Regions from separate parts of the Gossypium arboreum genome. Here region 1 is linked to region 2. The links are chromatin contacts, called in public Hi-C maps. All regions are on one chromosome and are shown on one strand. The core of a region is the stretch at or near the end of the contact, and the rest is flanking DNA. Distances in the headings are between cores, read along the strand shown. Region 1 holds the start of LOC108484209 (beta-fructofuranosidase, insoluble isoenzyme CWINV1-like). Region 2 holds the start of LOC108484548 (NDR1/HIN1-like protein 13).

The links. Hi-C and Micro-C count contacts between places; a contact is called where the count stands out from the background.
Region 1: a contact with region 2 is called in a Hi-C map of leaf, with 2.3 times the contacts expected there. The contact joins the promoter of LOC108484209 here to the promoter of LOC108484548 in region 2. A contact is called at or near these places in 2 of 5 Hi-C or Micro-C datasets (both in leaf).

The regions. Positions count from the first base shown.
Region 1 is chr6:111,016,240-111,018,939 of ASM2569848v2, forward strand. It overlaps LOC108484209 (beta-fructofuranosidase, insoluble isoenzyme CWINV1-like), which reads left to right and starts at 1,399. Exons shown (of 6, transcript XM_017787915.2): 1 at 1,399-1,743; 2 at 1,863-1,871; 3 at 2,002-2,700. The coding sequence starts at 1,560.
Region 2 is chr6:110,658,606-110,661,305 of ASM2569848v2, forward strand. It overlaps LOC108484548 (NDR1/HIN1-like protein 13), which reads left to right and starts at 1,383. Exons shown (of 1, transcript XM_017788369.2): 1 at 1,383-2,547. The coding sequence starts at 1,540. The coding sequence ends at 2,373.

The DNA of each region.
Region 1 (2,700 bases), core at 149-2,648, 360 kb after region 2:
TTGCTTGTGGTCCACTCAAAACACTTGGCATTAAATGAGCCTGGGATGCCATGGGTAGCCACACCGTGAGGTCCACATCCCACCACTAATGCTTTTGACAAAACTACTAACTATAACATTAATAATAAATAATATATATTTAATCTGTAATGAAGTTTTTTTTTAATACATAACATGAATCCAATGATTCCGTAAGATCAATTTTGAGTTTTTAGTAATTTCGCTTTTCAATAATTTCAAATCTATGACCGAAGTTGTAAATGATATGGAAACTCGAAATTTAAATCAAAATTGAATCCAAAAAGTGAAATCTTAACTAACTTGGTATTAAAGATAACTTGGACAAAAATAGCTATTACAACTTTCACACCGTTATAAATTCATTACATGAGAAATGTTATTTTTTTTAAGAATAGAATTATCAAATTTAGAAAAAAAAAATATTTATAGTAGATGTCGAAGGACAAGTTCCATTAGTACAATAAAAGCTTTAGCTTTAGCATTAATAGAATATTATAACACGTTAACAATTGTTTTTATTACAATTCAAGCACGATATATTTAGAGTGATTGCAAGCACTTAACACGATAAAAAAATTAGCCCCTGATGGTCCAAAGCAACGAGTAAAAATTGATAAAAGAATTGAGCATTCATCAAACTATAGAGGACGACAACAAAACCATCCCTAAAATGACTTGTAAAATTAATATTACATGCATAAGCAAAACTAAAAATCGTACTATAAGAGTAGATAAAAACTTCTAAAAATAAAGATTTATTAAACAATGGAAAAGCAAACAAAAAAAATATAAAACTTAAGATGACACGAGTCCAAATTGACTCGTGAAATCATTTATTATTCTAAAATATTCTCAAAACAGAAATAGATTAAGAAGTTAACGAAGAACCACTCACTTTCCAAGAAAAACTACTGGCTACATGTGGAGTTTTAGCGAACGACAGACATCGTTATCTGTTTATCATAACTTGTAAAGATAGCAAAGATACTCACAAAATAAATCTGTAAATTGAAAAAGAGAGAAGACATGTGGAGCGAATGAGAAGAAGAAAGAAAAAATCAGTGAGAGAGAGAAAAAAGCGGGTGATAGCTAATCCAATTGCATGAGCAAATTTAAATTATTAAAATGTCATAATCTAATTTAATGGAAGCCCAATTGGAATTCAAATTTTAAAATCTTGTGAAAAGTATAGGGATTGGGAAATAATTAAACTCTTTTGAATAGATTGATAATAAAGACACAATCACGTGTTTTCTTGTCAGGTAATTGGTATCTCATTTGTTACTTATAGAAACTAAGCATATAATTAAATGGACAAGTTGCATTAGTAAGAGTATTAAATTTAATAAACTTATCTATATTGCTATATAAGTCTGGCACTCTTTCCTTATTCATTTGGGTTTTTGAGTTGACCCTGCACTGTTACAGGAACAAATGGGGAAAAAGTTAACCAGAATATGATTCAGCCTACCATCCTGAAACTGTCTTCATTTTGTTAATATCTTTATGGGAACTACATAACAACCATTGAGCCATTGATGACTTACCTGAAGCTGGAGGTTACAATGGAGAAATCTGTTGTTTTGGTCATTGGCTTCTGGCTTTTGTTGTTGGGAAATGGAGTTCAATCTCATAGACAAGACAAAAAGCATCAATCTCTTCCAAGGGATCAGCCTTATAGAACTGGCTACCACTTTCAGCCTCCCAAAAACTGGATGAATGGTTTGTTTCCTTACAACTTCGACTTACCGTCTTTATACCCAGTTTTACAGAGTTGACTTTTTCTTTTTTGTGTGTTTTTTGACATGTAATCCTCAAATGGGGCACTTATGGCACTGCAGATCCTAATGGTAAGCCATTTTGTTTCTCCTGGTTAAGCTTTTCATGTGTTATGGTCATGATATTCCTGCAATTCCTCATATGAACAAACAAACTGTGGTTAATTTTGTAATAATGTTCCATATGATCCATCTACCTCAGGTCCAATGTACTACAAGGGAGTTTACCATCTGTTCTATCAATATAATCCGTATGCTGCAGTGTGGGGCAACATAACGTGGGCTCACTCAATATCATATGATCTTGTCAACTGGATTAATCTTGATATTGCACTTTCTCCCGGTGATCCTTTCGATATCAATGGTTGCTGGTCAGGCTCAACCACGTTCCTTTCCGGGGAGAAACCTGTCATTTTATACACTGGAAGTGATACCATGAATCGTCAAGTTCAGAACTTGGCTGAGCCAAAGAACCTATCTGATCCTCTGCTAAGGGAATGGGTAAAATCATCTCATAATCCTCTAATGTCCCCTGTTGATGGTATTGACCCAAAGAACTTTAGGGATCCAACAACTGCTTGGCAAGGCCCTGATGGATTATGGAGAGTCTTAGTTGGAAACGAGATGGATGGCCATGGAAGGGCACTGCTCTATCGAAGTCAAGATTTCATTACATGGTCCCAGAGCAAAGAACCTATTCACTCATCCACAAGGACTGGCATGTGGGAATGTCCTGATTTCTATCCAGTTTCCATTGATGGAAAAAATGGAGTTGAAACCTCTTCACTTGACAAATTCACAAAACATGTTCTCAAGGCAAGCTTCGACAACAGCGATCACTATGTACTAGGAAACTATACCTCCGTGACAGATAACTTTTTGGTTGACACTGATTTTTTGG
Region 2 (2,700 bases), core at 133-2,632:
TACAATTTAAAGAAAAAATAACAAACACTCATCGTAGATGATGAAGCATAAGTTCCATCAATACAAAATTATTAACTTTTTAAGTATAATAGAATTGAATAATTAATTTAGTTAAAATTAAGTCCCAAATTTATTATTTTAAAATTTTAACTTTCTTTATATATTCTATAATTTTTTTAAAATTATAATCTTTTAAAAAGTACAGAATTTTGAATCTTTTATAAATATTTTGAATTTTGAAAATTATATTAAATTGTTTAAAATTATTTTGAACTTTTTTAATTGTTGTTGAGGAAGGTCAATTTATTCATTTTAAATTATTTAAATTGTAAAATTTAAATTTAAACTCAATTAATTCAAGTTAACTAAAAAATTTAAAACTCACTTAAGTTAATTTGAAATTCAATTTTTTTTCGAAAGAAATGAATTTTACTCCGCCAATAAAAGTGACTAATACATTAAAAAGCAATGAGCAAATTTATACAAAATAATTAATAAATCTAAAACTCAAAAAAAAAAAGTTAACCTAATAATTATTGCTGATAGTTTACGCCATCATCACATCTCAAAAGCCAAAGAGATCTAAAATAAAAAAGATCCTAACCAACGTGTAACATGTTCCTTCGGACATTAACCAAAATGAAAGAAAAACCTTGACTTGACATTCAAGTTTGAAAAGCTGATTTTTTTTAAATTTATTATTTTCAACACTTCAGTAAAGTACTTCAGAAATTTAAATATAAAGTTTTATATTTTAATTTAATATAATCATTTTATAATATTATTAATGAACTCAATAATTTAATACCATTAATTATTATTTTTATTAAAATGTTGATACTATTTAAAGAAAAAAGGAACTGAGGAAATGAACTATTTGACATTACTTTTATCATAAAAATATGTTTGCATTTTAATCAAAATAATTACTCACAAATCAATTATATTATAAAATTAAAATATTTATATTAAAATATAAAATTATCAAATTTAATTGGCTAAAATAACTTTTAAAAAATTCAATTAAATGCTTATATTAAAATACAAAAATGTGAGTGGTAGTCGCGGTAATTTCAACTCCAATAGGATATATTTAAGTAATTGCAGTTAAAAAATTCATAGTTAGACTTAGGGGTGGGTCGGTCGGTCCGCCTCACGGTGAGCACCGGTCTGCTCATCCCTACTGTCGGCGATGTGCTCCTAGCCTTAATTAGTTAAGTTGTTCCTCCGACGCTGTTACTTTGAAGAAATTAGAGTGCTCAAAGTTGACCTACGTTTGTATACATTAACATGGAATTATCAAATTTAATTGGCTAAAATAACTTTTAAAAAATTCGATTAAATGCTTATATTAAACACAATAATTTAAAAAATAAATAAATCCAAATATGGTGAGGTGGTACCATCCAAAGGTGGAAAGTACCAGTCTTTCACTTCAATGTTCAATTCTTCTCCTCGAATTCACTCTTTCTCCCTTTACAAATTTCACCATTTTCCAACTTTTCCTTTGAAACATCCTCCATTTTTCAGTTTTTGACAATGGCGGACAAAGTATTCCCTTCCTCCAAACCCACCGCCACCGCTGCCCCTGGTGGATCAGCAGCTCCTACTACTACTACCACCACCACCACCACCACAACCAACGGCGGAACTACAAAATCCCACCTCATTAACCCCACCGCCCGCCTACCCTACCGTCCACAGCCCCATAACAGACGTCGCAACTACCGTCCACGGCGCAACTACTGTTGCTGCTGCTGTTTCTGGATCATCCTCATAATGCTCGTGCTCGCCCTTTTAGTAGCCATAACTGGCACCGTCCTTTACGTCCTTTACCGCCCTCACCGCCCTTCTTTCACCCTCGCTTCCCTCCGTATCCACCGCTTGAAGCTCAAAACCGCCGCCGACTCCTCCACTTCCCATCTTTCAACCCTTTTCAACTTAACCCTTTCTTCCAAAAACCCCAACTCTCATCTCTCCTTCTCGTACGACCCATTCGTCATTTCATGTGTGACCAGCAATGGCGACGTTCTGATAGGGAACGGAACGTTGCCGTCATTCGTCAGCGACGGCAAAGAGGAGTCGACTTTCAGGGGGGTTACGGTGGCGTCGTCGTCGGATTTGGACGCGGAGACGGTGAACAACTTGAGACCGGAACTGAAGACAGGGAATGGAGTGTCGTTGAAAGTTGAGATGGATACTAAAGTGACAGCAAAAATGGGTGGATTGATGAGCAAGAAAGTTGGGATTAGAATTACGTGCGATGGGATTAAAGGGGTTGTCCCGAAAGGTAAGTTGCCGGCGGCGGCCAATGTCTCCGGCGCTAAATGTAAGGTTGATCTCCGTATCAAGATCTGGAAATGGACGTTTTGAGACGAGGGATAAAGGTTTTCCATTTTGATGAATTTTTTATTATGGTTTTGGTGTTGAAATTTGAGTGTGAAATTGGATTTTTTTTTTCATTTAAAAAATGTAACGTCATATACCAATTCTATCAATCAGATTTCCAGCATTATTTGTTTGAAGTTTGATGGCTGGTTTTAATAATTTTTGTAATTCCATAATAATAATCAGCAGCCACCTCTATAAGCAAATGACTGAAAAGTGGGAAATGGCAATTAGGGTTACGGATAACCGCAGTTAAAATAAGATAGGTTCTTCGATTGTTTTCATATTCCAAACTTCATGTCATGATTTGTT